Regions from separate parts of the Hordeum vulgare genome. Here region 2 is linked to region 1. Evidence: chromatin contacts called from public Hi-C data. All regions are on one chromosome and are shown on one strand. The core of a region is the stretch at or near the end of the contact, and the rest is flanking DNA. Distances in the headings are between cores, read along the strand shown.

Region 1 (5,186 bases), core at 1,999-4,498:
ACCTCAAGCACATGCATGCTCACCATGGCCATTCATGGCAAGCCCTCAGCTCATCGAATTCCACAGCACAACGTCACGGCAACGAACAGAACAACGTCAGCTCATCGCAACCCCTTCTCCATGCACCCACACTCGCAGTACATGTCCACCAGCGCGGTCTCTCTCAGAGGCACGGAGATGAGCGCACGCCTTGAACACGCACACCAGCACCAGCACGTCCGTCTCGAGACCCTCCCCCCATCACCCGATCAAACACCCGTAGTGCCTCGTCGAACCACCCTGCACGCACGAGCACGTCGACCATGGCACAAGACACCAAGTCCCGGTCCGGCATTCAGGCAAACACCCGCCGTGCCGCCGCCAGGGCGCCCGTCTTACCGTAGCCGGACAACACCGTGTTCCAAGAGGGTGGGGGGAGGATTGAAAGAGAAGGCTCCAACGGAAACTGAAGAGGAGGAGGAGGAGAAACCTTTGTCCTCTCGTCCGTTTCGGTGGGTGAGGGAGGATGGCGCGACATCAATGCGGGAGGCCTGGCTGGAAAGGCTCGACCTCTTTCTTTGTTCGTCCAACCCACGGCCACAACAGTGCCACTGGGGAATTCTTGTGGGGATCGCTCCGATTCCGATGGATACGATACGATACGATCATATGGGTCGGGACCGGCCGGCCGGCCGGGACATTGATTTTGGCTCGAAAAACTAGAACGGAAGAAGGTGCAACTCAAGTCGACTTCCCTTCCTTCTTCCTTGTGCGGGGGTGGGCCCAAGCATCCACTCGCTCAAAGGGAGGGATGTCGGTCCGTCTGAGCACCACGGGATCAAAGCGCCACGGGTAGTACCAGTAGGAAATTACTACAACCTACTCCCTCCGCTCCAAAATATAAGACCTTTTAGTATTTCACTAGAAGACTACATACAGAGTAAAATGAGTGAATCTATACTCTAAAATATGTCTATGTGCATCCGTATGTAGTTTATATCCGTATGTAGTTTATAGTACAATCTCTAAAAAGTCTTATATTTAGGAACGTACTCCGTACTACGAAATTGCCATGTGCAGGGAACGACCAAAAAGGGGCGGCTAAAAGATGGGCAGAGAGAGGAGGTAGCCGCCGGTCGTTGGGTCGAGCCATGTGACGCTAGGCGCGGCATGTGACTTTTTGGGTGTTGTAAAATAAACAAAAGAGGAGTCAGTCAGGAGTGGGTGAAGAGTTGCTCCTGCAGCCCTACGTCGCTCCTCCCTCCCTCCCTTTGCACGCCAGGCGCTCCCAACCAAGTCGCTACGCTACGTGCCACCCACCTCTCGCTCGAGTGCACTTCAGCCACCTCGTCGTCAAGGTTCCAGCTATGTCACGTCATCTACGAGCTACGACGAGAGATCGCCGTTTGCCGAAATCGGACTCGCCCTCGCCCTCGCCCTCGTCGACGCGTCAATCCATAATCGGCAACACGATTCTTGCTCTGGATAGGCTCTATCTGCAAACGTACTACTGTGGTCACTCACTCATTCCCTGGCGTCAAGTGCGGCATGATGATGCTTAGGGCCTACGATAATTAAGCTCAGGTGCGCGCGTGTGCGTGACGCGACGAAGATGGCCGGGCTGGGCTGGGCCAGGCAGACGAGCTGTCGGCGTCGTGCGATCGGATGCAGCGGCCAGCGCGGCGCCCTCGCCAACCACTGGTTGGCTGGCTGGACGGATGGATACGCGTGCCACCCTTCCGCTTAACTGATCCACTCCTCCTACAATCTTGTTTATTTTCATTTCTTTCCTAGAGAGTGGAGTAGTTGATTTACATAGTACTACATCAGTGCGGGGTTGTTGGATTGGCATTTGACAGCGAAAGGCCGCACGAGGATGCTTCAAAACCTGGCATGAGATCCCGTATTTTCCCACACAAAGCGGCTCGCTTTTATTTCGTTCCGGCCAGACGTCGGTCAGTGCGCATCATATATCATATGTGGCCACGAAGCTTCAAGCGAAAAGAGCGAACGGACAGGCGTGCGGAGTTTGGCGTCGACTGCCGTCACGCGTTGGCCGGCGATCAATTCGGGGCTGGATCTACCTCCCCGCGATGGCCATGGCCCATGACACCGGCCTTTTCATGGAAACGGGACAAGAGCGTCCGGCGGAGAGACGCGTCTTCTCGCCGTGGTTTTGGCGTCAAGTCGATTGTGTCAAAAACCATCGGAATCCGCCAGACCGAGTTGATTCGGTGACCCTTTGGGTCGAAGAAATTCGGTGGCGTGCTAGCTGGATCGATGCAGGTCACGGTTTGGCCGGCTAAACTTTGGCACGGACTGTTGTGCTGTACTACTACTCCGACAGTATGTACACAACATTGGATTGGGTTCATGTTTCTCCTTTTCAGCTTATTACCATCGCAGCTCCAACAGCTCTCAGCAAAACATTAAACAAAGGGAACAGATGGAGAAATGCGCTCTCCACCTCCCCGCAATCGATTCCCAACGCAGCTACTCCGACAAGGGCTAAATTACGCACTCCGACAAGACATTCGATGGAGTAACGACACTTGATTACTCTAATTGATTCCTACTGCTTCACTCTGGTTAATATAATTAACTAATGGCGGAAGGAGAGGGAGGGGGAGGGGAACGGGGAGGCACTCACAGATGAAGTCGAGGACGACGCGGCCGTCGGAGAGCCTGCCGGTGGGGTGGTGGAAGAAGGCGCGCCCCTCCGGCGGCGCGATGCGGATCCCCATTATCGCCGCCACCCCACCCGTGTCCGAGTTGGAGTCGCCGAAGTTGAACACCACCACCTCCTTCGGCTTCGTCGCCACCTTCGCCGCCGCCTTCGTGGGCGCCTGCGCCATCCCCTTGCTCTTCCGGTGCTCGCCGGCCCCGGCGGGCGCCGCCGCGGTGGCGAGGGCGGAGGTGGTCGAGAGGGCCGCGCCGCTGCCGGCGGCCGGCATGTAGCGGACCGTGGCGAACAGGACGGCCCCGGCCACCGCCCCCAGCACGCAGTAGTACTGCAGCCGCAGCAGGCTCATGTTCTTCATCAGCCCGCCGCCGCTGCCGCCTCCTCCTCCATTGCCTCCCCCGTTCGGCCCGCTCGCCATGGCTGGCCTTCCCGAGCTAGCTAACCAGTAACCACTGCCGCTGTCGGTCTTCTCCCTCCGCGCTCTCTGATCCGCGACTCTTGTCTGTCTGTCTCTCAGTCCGTGTCTCTGTGTTGTTTATATACACTGTTATTTAGCTCCCGAATGCACAATGCTTCAAACGAAGAGAAAGCTGGGCATAAAGAAACCACGTTGCACAAAACATGTGGAGGGTTGGTGTGTGACCCTGTTTACCTTTTGTTTTGGGCACCGCTCTTACGCTTCGGCCAGTCGGTCAGCAGCCGTTTGATCTGAGTTCTAATAGCCGTTCGATCAGCATCAGCGCACTGTCCTGCGCGCCTCCGACCTCCTGCCGCACGAGTATCCCATCCTCTCCCTTGTCATCATCGCTCGTCGCATCACCCTCATGCCCTCTCCCCCCGTCGCTCGTCGCTCGTCGCCGTTGACGCTCGTGCGTGCACATGCTTGTCCCTCCGGAACTCCGGTTGAAGCTTTTTTCATTGTGGTTGAAACTTTTTCCATGTCGCTTGAAGCTTTTTCACAACGGTTGAAGCTATTTTCGTTGCTGGTTGTAGCAAAAACGACATGCTTTTTTTCGTCGGTCTGTGGTTGAAGTTTTTCAAATATATGATTGAATCTTTTGTGTCAACGGTTGCAGCTTTTTGTGTTTCTGTGTCGAGGATTGAAGCTTTTTATATCGCCGGTTGAAGCTTTTTTCTAGCCGATTGAAGCTTTTTTTCATCACCGGTTGCAGCTTCCGCGGTTGCGTGGTGGGTGGACCTCGATTCCCGTCGTCTCTGGTTGAAACTTTCGACTCGTCGCCGGTTGCAACATCGTCGTCTCTGCCATAGCTTTTCGTCTCCAACACTGGTGGCATCCGATGCGGCGGAGCGGGGATTTGTTGAGAAGGTGGCGCGGGAGGCGCCGTCCTGTTCGCCGGAGGAGAAACATGAAAAGGGATAGCCCCCATGCCGACGGGAAGGAAAGGCCAGTGACTCCATGACAGCCGGCGGACGGAATCCGACAGGGAAGGCACGCCGGCTTGAAGGAACACCGTGGATCTGCCCAGAGGCGTGCGATGGGAAAGGATCCCGCGGCCCGCGTGCGTCCGACCTAATGGTTCGGCCGGCACGCCGGGTAGAAACGTTTCCCTTTTGTTTTTGTGACTTCCAATTTAGATCAGCTGGGAGAAGTGCAAGCTGAGAAAACCCGCAAAACTATCTGCCTTTGAGCCGCTATTATTAGTTTTAGACATGGGGTTAATATTGTTATACTTTCGTGTCAAAAGTATTCTATTAACATGATATTATCACTAGAGATAAATATGTTTTTGATCCCTCAAGTTTACAAGAAGTAGACATTTGGTTCCTCAAAACAAATTTGAGATACAGATAGGGTCATTGTCGTCGCCATCGTCCCTCCACACCGGTCGTTGGCGGGTGGAGGAGTGGGAGCCCGACGACGGTGGCCACGTAAAGGCTCGAACCATGACAGGGTGAGGTGTACTGCTTACTTTCGTAGGAGTTATTGGGATTCCCTAAAGAGAAAGAATAAAGTATATGAAAGTGCGTTATATCGACTAGAGGGGGGGGGGTGAATAGGAGATTTTTATAATTTCATCATTGAGGAAATTCCTCACTGATGACTAACTTGCAGCGGAAACAGCAAAGGATCAGGAGTGCAAAGTATCACTACAACAGTTTTTCAAGGTAAAGAATATGAATATCAGTTTGCACAGTATGCAGGCACAGAGACAGCGGGTGAAGAATTTTGGGTTGAGGAATTTCAGAGAAAGTCTTCAACAAATTCTTCAAACAGTGGCAATGAAAGTCTTCAACATACAATGTGAGGAATTGAAAGAGTTGAAGAAATAGAACCCGTTTCACAGTGAAGACAGTGGTTGATGACCTAGTTCCAACTGCTGTGACAGTTGTACATCTGGTTTCGAGCGGCTTGGTATTGAAATCAAAATACACACAGTCCCTACCGTATTCTCCTTGAGCTAAGAACACACAGTCCTTGCCCAACACTCGTGGTAAGTCTTCAGGGCAGACTTCCAAACCCTCACAAACTTGATCACCTGGTGATCCACAATTGACTGCTGGA
Region 2 (5,186 bases), core at 836-3,335, 760 kb after region 1:
AAAAGCTACAAACAAGCAAAAAAATACAGAAATACAACAGATTTTACAGCAGTTTTTGATGAACCACCTCCCAGTATATTTATCTGGCTTCGCCAAGGTTTACAGACAAGTTTCACATACAAAGGTGACAATACATACTAACTATAATCTGAAAACCACACCCAAGAAGTTGACCAAGCTAGAATTAGCAAAAAGGCTTGAAACGCTGAGCTGAGCGACTAAAAAAATAACTACAGAACAGTAAACATGGTGTTTCAATGCACATAAGCTTGCAGACGATCCGCAATTGAATTTAAGCACTGTCAAGAGTCAAGACGAGATCTGAAGGCTCTATTTGAGCAAAGATCGTCTGACTAACATCGTTGAGAAGCTAGAGCAAGAAAGTAATAACTACAGATTCACTTTAATAAAATGGAGTCAGAGCGGTACCACTTCTATTAAAAAAAGGTAATAACTGCAGAAGACAGAAACTAAGCCAGAAAGCTTGAGCTCTGAAAAAATACCAGATTGCATGCATTTGACAACTAACCTCTCTTCAAGGAAATTATGAATTCAATTAACATTTTTTACCCCATGAATAGAGTAAATTATAAACAAGTGGTATTGCAATATTGCATTGGATGAATATGACAGCATTAGAAATCAACTTTCGAGGTTCATGGTCCACTCCTAGGTTCAATTTCCTTGAACTTCAGAAATCACTGTAACTATTTTCTTTCCTAGCTTTAAATTTATTTGAACACCAGAAAAACGTTGCAGACCTAGTTTCAACCAGTAATGTGGAGTTGCGGACCCCGGAGGCTTGGTCCCTAAGCCAACAGCAATCAGCAAGACCACAGTGCTAACCATCAACCATACAATGTTCGACAAATGGTATGGTGCATTAACTAATGAAGAAGCCGAGAACACTATACTTATGCAGAACATGCGCATAAGAAGCAAAATAACCAAACTCATCATGTAAAGAAATATTTATACAAAAACAACCAATGGTCTGGTTGAGTTCTATCAGATATTCACACACCATGCTATTGTCATTAGAGTAAACCAGCAAATGCCTAGAGTTGTAGGCTTGTAGCACGTTGGCATATGAGAAATCAACAAACAACAAAAACCCACACCCGTTGGTCTATAAGCTCACAAAATTGGTACGCCAACAAGAGCTGTCCCCTATATTTAACACATTTACCCCAAGTGTGTATAGTTCTGAAGCCCTTGACCAAGCTAAACAAACTGATATCTAAACAAGCTACAACACAAGCTCCATAAACCGCACAAGCGACAGCAGGTACAGAACTAAACCCATGAATCACACTCCAATTCTGCAACTCACCCGCAGATAAGTAATGGCAATGGCATCACATCTCATCAGCCCCAAAGCAAACCCTAGCTACCTACATTTCTCACCATGGAAATTGGGAAACTCCACAACGTAATCAGTAATCACACAAAAAAACTAGAACAAAGTCAACAACCCGACGCCCAAATTGATGATTAAGGGTAAGCTTCCGTACCCTATGGGCCCGCGCCCCGCAAACCCTAGCGCCGAAATCGTGGTACGATGCGTACGGATCTACGACCTCCGGGCTATCTCCAGCAGCACGAACGCACCCATCGGGATCGCATATCGAGAAGGGAAGGGGTAGAGGGGAGGAGGAGGCGGCGGCGATAGATGCATACCTTGGACGGGATGCAGCCGACGTTGAGGCAGGTCCCCCCGAGCGCGCCCCTCTTCTCGATGCAGGTGGTCTTAAGGCCGAGCTGCGCCGCCTTGATGGCCGCCACGTACCCGCCGGGCCCGCCGCCGATCACGACGACGTCGCTCTCCTCCCCCGACGTCGCGTACCCACGGCACGCGGACGCCCACGCCGCCGCGTGGGGCCGCCGCAGCAGCACCGCCTCCACCGCGCGCCTCCTCGCCAAGCTCGCCATCGCCATCTCGCGGACTCCTCCTCGCTTCGATTTACTTTTAAGAAGAAAATGGTATGGAAATTCCAAATTCTCCTCTCTTTCCCTTCCGCGCAAGAAAGAAGATGGGGGCGAAGAGAATGGCTGAGTTGTGAATTCCAAACACGAAGGGTCAAATAATACGGGGTACCACCAACCAATACGCCCACGAGAAGTGGGGTACCCCGTTCTAGTGCTGACAGGTGGGCCATTCGTTATAGGATGCCGGGCTTGCTTGCTTGCTCCCTTTGTCTATTTTCATATAGTAGTCTATATACCTACCTAATAATAAAGCGGCTATTGCTTCCGTCGAAAAACCCACCGCGACATTTTTATAAAAGAGCCCCTGTAATTTTTGTATTCAACCCGTGCTCCATCATTTATCTGCAACGTAAAAGGAAAAAACGATTCGCTGCAAAAATTATACCCGTACGCATCGCCTCCTTCCGTCGACCCTGGGCCCCCGTAGCCTGTGCCCAGGCCGCCGCGGCCGACCTCAACCGCCACCGCTGTCGATCTCAACCCACCCGCCTCCGCGGCCGTACCTCTCCCCGCTCACTGCCCCCGTTGCGGCGCTCGAGCACATCGCGTCGATCCTGTGCCTAGGCCGCTGCCACACCACTCGCCGCCGCGGCCGACCTCAACCACCACTATTGTCGACCTCAACCCACCCGCCTCCGCGGCCGTACCTCTGCCCGCTTCTGCCCCCGTTTCGGCGCTCGGGCACAGCTTCTCGATCAAATCAACGCGACAGCTATAGTGACCGGGGATGATGCGTATGCTCGATGCAGAACGGCGACGGCGCGCGGATAAGGCGCGGCGGAGCAAAGTACTTGCAGGTGGAGGCGGGCCTCCATGGCTCACACGAGGAACTCCGAGGTTATGGCGCGGCAACGGCGACTCCTTATGGCCAGATAGAGGCGCCTAACCCTTGCTCCCCTCATCGTATCCCCTCTTCCGGCACGAACTCATCATCTGATGAGATCCCCTCCCAATGCCTCCAACCGTGTGCCAAGCACCGGCAAGAAAATTTGTTTTGTGGAGATTTGTTTGCTGATGAATGAACGTATTGAATGTAAGATTGCATTGTTGTAGAGACAGAGAATGGAACACCACCTTCAGTTTGTCATCTGATCCCATATTCTCTACCCCATGAGTGAAATAAGATAACAGTCCATTGATCAATTCACGTAGCCTCTTTGTTTTTCTTTGCTTGTTCTGCTCAATTTCTCATGATGGTGGAATTAACAATGGATGGGTTGATTTCTCAACAAAGGATAGGACTGACTACATTAGTTAGTTAGCTTCTTATTTTAATAAAGCAAAATAATTATAAAAAGATTAAAAGCGTGTGATATTTTATTCTCCCGTTGCAACGCACGGGCCCTTTTGCTAGTAGTCTATAAAAGTATGAAAGTGTCTTTCTGCTCCAAACTCATTTAAGCTCAGTGAACAGTAAAATTGAAAAAAAATTAAAAACATGTTTAAAAAAAATTGATTTTTTTAGACCAACATTGACAAAAGTACTAGGTGCATGCAAAACTTTGGCATGAAATAACATTTCTATAAGGCGTGGCAAAACAAACAAAATCGATACTCTGCAAATGCGCATTTTCAGAATATTGATTTTGTTTTTTTGCCATACCTTATAGTAATGTTATTTCAAGCCAAATTTTTGCACGTACTTATAATTTTTGTTAATGTTGGTCACAAAAACGTTTCAGAATTTTTTGAACAATTTTCGATTTTTTCCGATTTTACTGTTCACCGAGCTCAAATGAGCTCGGGAGCAGAAACTATATGTCCATAGAAGTACTGCTAGTACCTCTGGTTACTAACCCTCCAAACCATGTATCAGAACTGATTGATGCCACGACGGCGACGTGGAAGGAGGAGCTGATATGCTCGTTTTCCTACCGGCGGATGCCGATACAATTCTAGCAATACCTTTGTGCACGAGACCGATAGCAGATTTCTGGACTTGGTCGCACGAAAGAATTGTCCTCTGTTCGATCTGTTCGGCATATAAGATGGTGATCAATACCAAGGAGAACACAGAGAATGGGACCGTTGATACATCTGGGGCTTCTGGGACACCGGAAGGCAAAGAATGGACAGATATGTGGCACACCAAACTCCCTTCGAAAATCAAAGTTTTCCTGTGGAGGTTGGCCAAGAATTCGATGTCGTCAATGGATTTGCTGCACCATCGTAACATGGCTACGACCCATCTATGTGCTCTATGTGGCCAAGATGACCCCTGGAGGCATGCTATGATAGCCTGGCTTATTAGGGATGGTAGACTACTCATATCAATAAGGAATTCCTTTTTTTCCGGGAGCCCATTCGAACAGAACTCTCAAGTTAAGTGTGCTCGGCTTGGAGTAGTTCTAAGATGGGTGACCGACCGGGAAGTTGACCCCGGGTGCGCATTAGTGAGGACAAAGTGCGCAGAAAAGACTAGTATTGATATCCTGGAACCCATCATAGATCGATGAAGAAGAATAAGAAACTCCAAAAGCACAATCATCGCGCTCACGTCATAATATCACCTTACCTGTACGAGTAACAACCGCCGGCGAGTGTGTCCGGGGCGTTACACATGCGCTCATGGAATGGACCACGTCGAGGTGCATTTGGGCTCTTTGTGAAGAGATTTTGGTTGAGAAACTCAGTCGGAATAATGAGCCCAATGCCAAGAACTGGATTTTTGTGATGCACGAACAATTGACACAAAGACAGTATACCTTACTGGTGGTTACTTTGTGGGCGATATGGAGAGCTAGAAGGAAGGCGATTTATGAGGATAACTTTCAAAGCCCCCAATCGGTAAATGAATTCATACTATCATACATCACTCACCTCACTTTGATAGAGAGTAAGGGATCTTCCTCGCCGCCACAAACAATACAACACACGGGGGATGGAATAGTCCTCCGGAGTCTTACCTAAAGATCAATGTAGACGCAGTTGTATCACAAAATTGCATGAGGGGTGGCAATCGCTATCTATCGCAACCGTGATGGTCTTTTCCAAGGAGCTTCAGCGATGGTTATCAAGGGCATAGGGGATGCACCCACACTCGAAGCTCTGGCAATTCGGGAGGCCTTTGCCCTCGTTAATGATCTATACACATAGCGTATACATATTGCTTCTGATTGCAAGGTGGTGGTCGAAGACATCAAGGACAAGAAGCCTACAAAATATGATGCTATTTTACATGAAATAATAGAACACAA

Evidence for each region. A called contact is a pair of places that touch in the nucleus more often than the background predicts.
Region 2: a contact with region 1 is called in a Hi-C map of leaf, with 4 times the contacts expected there. The contact joins the promoter of LOC123426241 here to the promoter of LOC123426216 in region 1. A contact is called at or near these places in 2 of 6 Hi-C or Micro-C datasets (both in leaf).

Annotation. Positions count from the first base shown.
Region 1 is chr1H:99,431,818-99,437,003 of MorexV3_pseudomolecules_assembly, forward strand. LOC123426216 (GDSL esterase/lipase At1g09390-like) reads right to left here and starts at 3,249. Exons shown (of 5, transcript XM_045110007.1): 1 at 2,630-3,249. The coding sequence starts at 3,080.
Region 2 is chr1H:100,192,192-100,197,377 of MorexV3_pseudomolecules_assembly, forward strand. It overlaps LOC123426241 (dihydrolipoyl dehydrogenase 1, mitochondrial-like), which reads right to left and starts at 2,086. Exons shown (of 2, transcript XM_045110045.1): 1 at 1,681-2,086. The coding sequence starts at 1,938.